Regions from separate parts of the Sus scrofa genome. Here region 1 is linked to region 2. The links are chromatin contacts, called in public Hi-C maps. All regions are on one chromosome and are shown on one strand. Each heading gives the region's core, a stretch centred on a gene start, on an enhancer-like site or on the middle of the called end of the contact. The rest is flanking DNA. Distances are from core to core; before and after follow the strand shown.

Region 1 (4,951 bases), core at 614-3,113, 140 kb before region 2:
GGATATAGGACAGGTAAGAAGGCATAAAAAGGATGTAAAAGGTGTGGGGGGAGGTTGATAACAATTTTGTCAGGAGCTAATTCCAAATCTTAACTCCCACTGCCCCCCCCCAAGATAATGTGCAGAGCCTGTCTGAAAGTCTCAAAATTGTGTGCACGTTAAGGTTACAAATCCAGAAGGAGAAGGGCACAGCTAGAAGACAATGAGGGTCCTTTGAGGATTTCTGGGATGGAAAAGATGTAGGAAAAAGAACAAACATATCTTGATGCAGTGCCTGCTGCATGCAGTGTTACAAAGAACTAGGTGAATGAAGATTCAAGAACCAACAAAAGGAGACAACTCAAATGTCCACTGAATGATGACTGAATACACAAAATGTGGTATACATAATAGATAACAGAATTATTCAGCCTGAGGAATGAAATTCTGATACATGCTACAACATAGATGAAACTTGGAAACTTTATATTAACTAAGTGAAATATGCCAGACACAAAGGGTAAATATTGAAAAACCCATTTATATGAGGTAGCTAGAATAGTTCATAGAGACAAAGCAGAATAATGGTTGCCAAGATTCTGCCAGGAGGAAGTGTCCTATACTGAGTTTCAGTTTGGGATGATGGAATAATTTTGGTGATGTACTTACTTACTGCCCCTGAACTGTACACTTAAAATGGCAAGTTTTATGTTACTTATATTTTAACATGCACACACTGAAAAACAAAAAACAACGAAAGAGCTCTTTTTGGCCTTCAGACGCTAGAGTTTAGGAAAGAAGGGAAGGTATCTACTACATAGAGAAGATCAGCGCAGGATGAAAGAATGGAGCCCAAGACAGGCAGAGACCCCGAGGCAACGCGCATTTTTTGGCTGGGGACTCACAAAGCATTTCACACTGGGCATAATAATTATCTATTTACCTGGCTTCCCCTTGAGACGTGAGTCACATCAGGAACTCGCGTTTCATTCTTACTCTCTCCAGAAGCCAGAGTGCCAGGCACAAAGTAGTATCTCAGTACAGGCGATTAGAATGACTCTTGGAGGAAGGACGCAGCCACAAGTGTCCGCCAAGTTTGGAAACGCATTCACCTTTTCGTTCACGAGTAAATGCCTGGGAGGCACTAGGGGCCAGAGGGAGTAGTCCAGGTTCCCGCCCTGAGAGTTTATGCCCCCAGGTCTCTGCCCCCCGAAGGAAGCCCCTGGACCATGCGGAGCTCGCGGTGCTGGGTCCGAGGGCAAAGGGCTGAGGCTGTGCCTCCTGAGGGTCCTCGCGGTCTCATCTGCTCCAGGATTCGGATAACCCAGGGAGGGCTCTCGGAGGGCCCAAACCGCCGCGGGAAAGACTCCGAAACCTGCAGCACAGGGAAACGCCTCCGTGCGCGTCCAGTGGCCCCAGAGAAGGCGACGTAGGGCCTCGAGAAAGAAGGAGCCTTGCCACGGGAAGCCCAGGGAGTGGGAAGAACGCGAGCTCACCGGCCACACTCGCAAAACGCCCGCTGCTTCCCAAGCTTCGGCTCGGGGCCAGCCCTGCGCCAGCTCCGCGCCGCGCCGCCACCAGGAGGCGGCCTCCCCCGCGCGGGCACCACCCTGCCTGCCGGAGCTCCGCAGCTTTCCGCGTCCGCGCGAGCGCCGCGCGCCGGAGGCGGGTCGCCGTGTAGTCCCCCCGGCCGGGTCACGGAAAATTCTCGATCTTGTCCCAGCTTGCGGGGAGGTGGTGGTGGCGGTGGCAGTGGCGGTGGCGTGTGTGTGTGTGTGTGTGTGTGTGTGTGTGTGTGTGTGTGTGTGTGTGTGTGTATGTGTGTGTGTGGACTTCTCAGGGGAGGCCGAGAGCTGGGAGGCCATTAGGGCGGGAAGCCCACGGGTAGGGGACAAGGGAGGCGAAAAGAGAACGCGCGGGAAATGAAATTCTTGCGTTTCCGCGCTCCAAGAATTTCGCGAGCGCTGAGCTGAAAGTGGCCTACGTGTAACTTAACTAAAGCAAACAAAGCAAGTGGCATGCCGAATGTGAGGCTTTACGGTAAAGCTCGCTCAAATCTCTCTTCACGCTCTCTGTCCCTGCTGCGCTTCTCCTGTGTTGATCTTCCGTTCTGACCTTCAGTAAATCCTAACGCGTTTCCCTGAGTGGCCAGAAGATAATTTGCCACGTTTTTCAAAGGTTTCCAGGGAAGGCTCTTAACCCTTTGGGGAAGGCCTTTGGGCAAAGTTACAAATGGAACGCAAAGGCAATCTCCGCGCCCTTCTTGGTCAGACAAGTTCATGGCAGTGGAACAGAACAGAATGACGGCTGTAACTGATCATCCAAAGTAACTAATGGTCTGCGAACAAATTCTTGCTCTCCCTTCCTCCCCGTTTCAACTTTAAATACTTCGCCGCACACCAACGCTCAGTGCAGTGAAAATCGTGGTGTTTATTTAGATATCGACTGAGTACTTAAAAAACTTAAACTTTCAAATGTTAAAGTGAACTCCTTGGTAAGGACTCCTGGCTACATCAACAAAGCAATGTAATGCCTGATTAATAGTGCTGATTAATGTTGGCCAGGTTAATGCTGAGCCCATTACAATAATTAAATTGTTCAGCCATATATCAAAGGAGAGTTAATGAAAAAATAATTTATTTAGGACTTTGAGGCATTCTCATGATCTTTCAAAGATCTATGATGGACGGTATGGGTCATTTGTAACTGTAACTGGTTGATAGCTGTCTTCAACAACAAAAACTTGATTTAAAAAGAAGCTCTTGGATGGGGAATCAGTTTATTTTTGAGGCTCTGTAATTGATAAGGAGAGTGATGAAACGTTCACAACCTGAAAAGTGCTTGGTCCATAAAATCATATACACAGGGGGCAGCCGATGATTGTTTCTGCATAAAGTCATTGATTTTTGATTCTCAGTTTTTGTCAAGGGGTCATTTTAATAAGAAAGGTAAAATTTTGAGGCAAGGTCCCCACTTTGAAATAAAAGTGTTTTAGGAAAAAAACCCAAAAGTTATGGCTATGTGAGTATGAATTCCACAAGCTATTTTTCCACTAGCCAAAATAAAAATGAGTTGGTGATAGATTGTTGTCCTTAAAATACTATTGTATTTGAATTTATTTCCACTACCTTGTCACCTGAAAAGGAAAACTGAGTTGAACAGAACTTGAATCTTATTTTTAAAAATTATTTCGTTTCTTCTCACCAGTACCTTTTGGAAATATCTAAAGTATGGATTAAAAAACATTTTTTAAAAGCTGGTGTGAAAGTTTTTATTTATCATTGTTGTTTCTATTAGTAAGCCTGGCTAAGTAGAGATAAGTGTATATGTTTAGTAATTTAAGTATTTTGAGATTACTGTGGATGGTTGTTTAGAATCATCTTCTGATAACTATGGGATTTCTTACCCTATTATGAAAGAACTTTTGTGCGTGGTTTCTAGATATATTTTTTGGTGCACATTTGGGTTTTCACTAAAAATTTCTATTTCTTCTCTGCATCCAATAATTACTTTCTTCATTCCCATGAAATTTGTCAGATCCTCTCATTAGAGTGGCTTAGTCTAGCTGTCAAGTTTCTAGGGCATTCAATTGCAGATAAGTGACTAAAACACCAGCTAAAGAGCATTTTTTCTTAACAGATGGTGGAAAACAAACGTCTTTTGGAGAAGAACCGAAGGGGATAGGTTAAAAGGTCAATAAACAATTATTTTTGTGCTGAAACGGGGGGGGGGCTTTCTGGTCACATTCGGTGGGGAGCCGCTCGCCCAATCTGGGGGATATGGAACAATCCAACAGACCTCAAGGCTGTTGCCCAGGGACCACCTCAGACGGTGGTGGTGGTGGGGGGTTATCTCCCCTCTGGACGGCTCGGACGGGCCACTGAGTGGTCAAACCGTCGTGTCGCAGGAGTGCTTCTGCTGAAGTTAGGCTTGAGGGCTAACTGAAGAGGAGGAGACGGGAACACTAATCCGTGTAGCGGCCCTCGGTCAGACCACCGCGGACTGCGAGCCGGTCTCGGCCCCTTTGGCGAGGAATGGTGGGGTCCTGTCTCCTCCCTCCTCTTCTCAGTCGCTGCTCTCCTACGGGTGAACTTTCTCTCCCGAGCTGGGCTGATTTTCTAGGCTTTCTTTCCCTGGCCTCGGTAGCGCTCTGACGTGCACACCATGTGACAGGCCTCCTTCTGCTATAAGCCGAGGAAAGGTCCGCCCTCTCCTGGACTCAGCCCTCTCCTCGCCGAGCTCTGTCCCTAGACTCTCATCCGTCCCGCAAGCTCCCGGGCTCCCGACGCTCTTGACTTGCTCGCCCGGGGCCCCGCCACCCCCTCCTCCACTGACCCGGCGAGGGGCGCCGGGAGAGAGGAAGGTCAAGTCCCCCGCCCCGGCCGGGTGCGCTGGGAGCCAAAGGAGCGCGGAGATCGTGGGTCTACCGCGGCGGCGCAGGAGTTACAAAGTCGCAGCGCCAGCCTCGGCCGCCGCCGGGCTACCCCGGCGCAGCTTGAGCAGCGGCGGCGCCCCCACCTCCCCCGCCCCAGCGTGGCGCCCCCGGGCCAGGCCCGCCGCCCGGGACCTGGGCTGGGACGCGGCGGGAGCCGGGAGCCCGGCGCCCCTATGGGCCGCCTCGCCGCCGCCAAACCACAGCTATGACCCTGAGCACGGAGATGTCCGATGCCTCAGGCCTCGCCGAGGAGACAGACATCGACGTGGTGGGGGAGGGCGAGGACGAAGACGATGAGGAAGAGGAGGACGACGACGAGGGCAGCGGTGGCGGGCCTCGGCTGGCTGTCCCCGCGCAGCGGCGGCGGCGGCGGCGCCGCTCGTACGCCGGGGAAGACGAGCTAGAGGACCTGGAGGAGGAGGACGACGACGATGACATCCTGCTGGCCCCGCGAACAGGTGGCTCCCCGGCGCCCCTGGGCCCGGCCCCTGTGGCAGGGGCCGGGGCTGGTGGCGGCGGCAGCGCGGGCGCGGGCGG
Region 2 (5,436 bases), core at 654-3,153:
AAACTCATCAAAAGGTACCCTTAAGATGGGAGCATGTAAGTAATTTTTTTTTTTTTTTTTTTTTTTGCTTTTTAGGGCTGACCCCTCAACACATGGAGGGTCCCAGGTAGGGGTCTAATTGGAGCTACATCTGCCAGCCTACACCACACTACAGCAACGCTGGATCTGAGCCGCACCTGCAACCTACACCACAGCTCACAGCAATGCCAGATCCTTAACCCACTGAGCAAGGCCAGGGATCGAACCTGCAACCTCATGGTTCCTAGTCTGATTCATTCCTGCTGTGGAACTCCTGTTGTGCGTAAATTTACGTCAGCAAAGTTGGTTTTAAAGCAAGGGCTGAAAACAGCATCAACAACAAAAACTTGGCCCTGGAGTGAGTATTTATTTGGATCATTGAAAGTGTCTGTGATCTGAGAGGAAACACACCAAGCTGTTAGTTTTGGTTACTCCCAGGGAGTAGGATTTGTGAAGAGGGATGAGAGGAATGTATCTTGTTTTTGTTTTCATATCGTGCCCTGCTTATAAGTAGGTATTACCTTTGTACTAAGGAGAAGGGAAAAAAAAGACAAAGTCCCAGATAAGATAATGGTACGCTGAGAGAGACCATCCTTGCTCTTTACGTGCTTACTCTTCTGGTAGGGGTATAGCTATGTGTGTGGTTATTGTGTGGTTAAATTAACATCAGGCTGTGGGCTTGCAAGGGGGCAAGTCTCTATAAGACCCCCTGTGTGGAGGCTGAGGGCCCATAATCTGGGTTGGGATGTGTTCATGGCACACAGCTTCCACAGCAGAAAATAATAGCGGACCAGCTACATAGCTGTGGGGAGGGCTGGGGAAGGTTACAGCTTCCCCACAGGGACAAGGGTGCAAATATCTTAGGCTAAGAGGCCTTGGGGCTTCCTAAAGTGCTTCTGATTTTACAGAGATCTTGTGTTCCTGCCTCCCATCCCCAGTGAGTTTTTTGTTTGTTTGTTTTGGTAATTTTTTTTTTTTTTTGTCTTTTTGTCTTTTTGCCTTTTCTAAGGCCGCTCCCACAGCATATAGAGGTTCCCAGGCTAGGGGTCTAATTGGAGCTGTTGCTGCTGGCCTACGCCAGAGCCACAGCAATGTGGGATCCGAGCCGTGTCTTCAACCTACACCACAGCTCACGCCGGATCCTTAACCCACTGAGCAAGGCCAGGGATTGAACCCACAACCTCATGGTTCGGATTCGTTAACCACTAAGCCACGACGGGAACTCCCTGTTTTTGTATTTCTTTAAAAAAAATGTTGGCTTATCTCATCTGGGTTAAGGGGACTAAGAAACTTTTTGCATTGTTTCATTTGTTTTGTCACTGAGTTTGAGAGAAAAGGAGATCTGGGTGCCCTTGATGGCCAGTCTTGGTGGTGGTGGTGATGACCCAAGACATAAGAGTGAAGAAAGAGCCAAGACTGCTTCAACAGACAGCCCCCCCCGCCCAGGCCCCCGCAGCAGTTCTTCCAGGAGTTTCTGTGAAAATTTGGGGCTGGGGGTGAGGAGAGGGGTGCGTGGTTGTAATAATTTATATACCCAATAGAAACCAACGGTGTAAATAATAGCTGTATTGCAACGCGCCTTTCCATCTATGGGCAAGAAGCAAGTTGGGCTGGCCCGGGTTTGCCAGGCCGATTTACAGAAGCCTTTGAACACCGACGCTTGTGGCCCCGCGAAGGCGGGTGACTAACTGACCTGTCTGTGTACGGTCCACTTCGGAAACAGAAACTTCCCCGGTGGCATGAGAAAGAAAACACCAACCTAATCCTGCAAGGGTAACTTTAAACCAAAGCCCAACCGAGAAAGAGAGCGGGAGAGAGACTGCCAGCTGAGCCAGGCCAGAAATAAAAGTCCCATTGTCCCCGCGGAGGCCGCTCCAGGCGCGCGCTCCCGCCCCGCCCCACCCCTCTTGGCTGCTCCGCGCGCTGACATTTCGTGTCCCGGAGAGAGCGCATTCCAGAGGTGGGCAGCCTTTGCCCGAAACTGCAGCTGGAGGAGAAATCACGCAGGAGGCACAGGGGGGTCGGGTACCGGGAAGTTAGGACACGGAAAATCATTAAACACTGATGGAGCCAAATGCATTTCGGCCACAAAACAGGGATGCTGCATCTGGGAAGGTTGGGTCCATGAGAGGAGAGCCAGGGGTGGGTTGAGGAGGAGAGGTGAGAAAGGGGAGCTGTCCCAGCTCAGTGGAAGAGTGGAGGATGGACAGCTTGCTCCAGGGGGGAGTCCAGGTCTTAGAAAGTTTCAGTGGTTGCTGGGGCCCCTGCAGCCGCTGGGAGGGGTCTCCAGGAGACAGGGTGGAGGCGGCAGCTTCCCATCCGAGGCAGGGAGGTTTGGGGCCCATCTACTTAGTAAAGATGCATTGAAAGGATGAAAAGCCCCAAGATAAAAGTTTCATAGTAAAAGAGTGGATAGAGCATCGGCAGAATACGAAGTGGAAAGAGATGGGGTGGCAGTCGGGAGCCATGGATTTTAGTCTGTGACTCCAGCAGTCATCTGCCAGCTCCGACTTGAACATCTATTAGAGCAAAGGGGTTGGGCTCTGCCTCCACCATCCTTTCTCCATCGAGTGTTCTGAGATCCTCTGAGCTTGTGCCTCCTGGATCCAAAGAAAGGGATGGTGTCACCTGCCTTCCCTCCTCTTGTCATCCCATTCTCAGGACTGCCCTCTAGAGCTCTCCGAGGTCTCCCCTAGCTGAGAAATCTCTCCTTTCTGTGACTGAAACCTGCTCACACCGGAAGTCCCAACCCCTTAAACTGGAGGAAGGTGGAGGGGGAGTAGCTTGGAGGGCCTGAGGGTCCTGATTGTTGGGGAGGGAAGATGCTCCCACCATAGTGACAAGGGCCCAAGAGGAGCATGAAGGCATGCTTAGAAGACTTTGTAGCTTCACAGCCTGGGTCCTTCTACCTCAACTTCAACTTGAGGAGGACAAAACGGAAGCTATTCCCAGAATTTACGAAGGGTCTAAAAGTGTGTGTGTGTGTGTGTGTGTGTGTGTGTGTGTGTGGAATGGGCTGCGTTCCCAGAAGACTTCTTCATCTAGGTGTGATTCTGTGCGTGTTAGCAAGCAGCGCCTGGGCTCACATTCAAGCCTGGGTTTTGGCTCTAGCTAGTTCTGTAGCCTTGGCACCTCTCTGGGCCTCAGTTTCCTTATCCGAAAAGCCAGGGCCTGTCAGCCACTCTGAGCTGAGCCCTGAGGTGATGCAAACAGACTACAAGCACTTATTCAAGGTGAGTGATAAATCCATGGGTGGCCCTTTCTACCTGAGCTCAAAGCTGGTTTAAGTGAAAAAGGGTCCTAGAGAAACGCAGAATCTAGGCCCAGGAGGATAGAGAGAAGGGCAGATGCCCAAAATATGATTGCTCACATCCCCCCACCCCACCCTGCAGCCTCTAATTATTAAACAATAAAAAAGCAAGAGGCTAGGTGACATGAACAGTCTTTGCAGACACCCGCTGATGCTGTGAGCACAAGCCATCTTTGTTTGGTGTGCCTTCTCTCCATCTTCTCCTGTTTTTAGATCCTTGTCAGCCTGTAGAGGTGGAACTGGTGGGAACGTGAGCTCACGGCAGCAATATTTAGCCCGTGCCCTTGGTGGAGCCACCCAGAAGCACATTAGGGCAGTCCTTTGCCCTGATGCAAGTCCTTTCTCAGCAGCATGGACAGACAGGGCTGGCTTCACACATGCATGATCTTGGAGGGGCCCCTCACTAGGTTGAATGCTCCACTGTCATCATCTTGAAATTTTTTTTTTTTTTTTTTTTGTTAGGGCCGCACTTAAAGCATATGGAAGTTCCTAGGCTAGGGGTCCAATCGGAGCTACAGCTGCCAGCCTATACCACAGCCACAGCAACATCAGATCTGAGCTGTGTCTTTGACCTATACCACAGGTCACAGCAATGCCAGATCCTTAACCCACTGAGCGAGGCCAGGGATTGAACCCACAACCTCATGGTTCCTAGTTGGATTTGTTTCCGCTGCACCGCAACAGGAACTCCACCTGTGTTTACATTTTGCACTGAGTCTCACAAATTACGGAGCCTGCCAGGGGCAGGAAGCCTTGCCAGTGGGCGATTTCCTGGACTAGGAGCTACTGGGGACAGATCTGGACAGGGTACCCTTGACACAGGTGTCAGTTCCATAGACCAAGGGGCAAGAGATCCACGGGGTGTGTGGATATGGCTAAATATATGGGTGTATAAGCACACAACAGTGAAAATACACATGTAACCCTTAGGTAAGGGAGGGATATTTTTAAATGAAAAACACAAACAAATTCATATATCCAATATGAGTAGCTACACATGTGTGTGTATAAATATATAAGTATATACATATTTTTATCTACACACATACACAAATGCACACACAGAAAAACCTTAAAATAGCTAGAGGGATTTTGAGCAATTTAATATCAATAATGAATCAAATGTGGAGTTCCCATCGTGCCTCAGTGGTTAACGAATCCAACTAGGAACCATGAGGTTGTAGGTTCCATCCCTCGCCTTGCTCAGTGGGTTAGGGATCCGGCGTTGCCATGAGCTGTGGTGTAGGTTACAGATGCGGCTCGGATCCCACGTTGCTGTGGCTGTGGCTGTGGTGTAGGCCAGCAGCTACAGCTCTGATTTGACCCCTAGCCTGGGGACCTCCATATGCTGCGGGAGCGGCCCAAGAAATGGCAAAAAGACAAAAAAAAAAAAAAAAAAAAAAAAAAAAAAAAGAAAGAAAAAGAAAAAGAAAAAAAGAATATATTGGATTGTAGAACATTAGACAACAAAAGACCACTGACTATTATCTAGTCCAACCCTTTCATTTTATAGATTGGAAAATTGAGGCTCAAAGAGCCAAGATAAGTGATGTGAGATCACCTAGCTAATCTGTGCCAGAACCTGGCTCTTCTGCCATCAAACCCAAGTGAATTTTTCCACTAACCCACCCTGCCTTAGGAATCAGGAAGCATAAATAGTCTTAGGTGTTTACTCACCACTTATATATAGTTTTCCTAACCCTTCATTACGGAAAAGAAAAACTTTACTGTTTTAATTGCCACCTGCAAAAGGACTTCACAATCTGCTAGAGTTGCTCTTTGGCCAGCCCCTGGGAAAGACAGTTTGAGATCTGAGGCAAAATGAGGAAAGACGGACTAATAAACGCTTTTTATTTGTAGATTGGAATTAAGCGTTCTGTGCCCAGGCTGTTGGCTGGCTCCTGACTTCAGTCTTGCTGCTTTAACGCTTCAGCGAGCAGAAAATTGGAGAGTAAGAGCATCAATCACTCAGTCCTGCCAAGCAACACCCCCTCAAACCTAAGCGAAATGCAGTATTTTGCTTGCTCAGAACAACTCCCAAACCACCTCAGCTCCATCCATACCACGGGTTTGGAGGAAGCGGCAATACAGTTATTTTGTGTTCTCAG

What was found. A called contact is a pair of places that touch in the nucleus more often than the background predicts.
Region 1: a contact with region 2 is called in a Hi-C map of liver, with 5 times the contacts expected there. The contact joins the promoter of FOXD1 here to the enhancer-like site in region 2. A contact is called at or near these places in 6 of 47 Hi-C or Micro-C datasets (embryonic fibroblasts, fetal heart ventricle, liver and 2 more).

What each region holds. Positions count from the first base shown.
Region 1 is chr2:82,608,917-82,613,867 of Sscrofa11.1, reverse strand. FOXD1 (forkhead box protein D1) reads left to right here and starts at 1,863. Exons shown (of 1, transcript XM_021084439.1): 1 at 1,863-4,951. The coding sequence starts at 4,620.
Region 2 is chr2:82,467,483-82,472,918 of Sscrofa11.1, reverse strand. No RefSeq gene overlaps it. Among named protein-coding and RNA genes, the nearest start is that of TMEM174, 130 kb to the right of the region's middle. Within about 2 kb of position 1,903, at least 12 of the 83 cell types and tissues checked have an H3K27ac peak or open chromatin away from gene starts, as enhancers often do. A contact at or near this core is called in liver and undifferentiated spermatogonia, where this site is marked.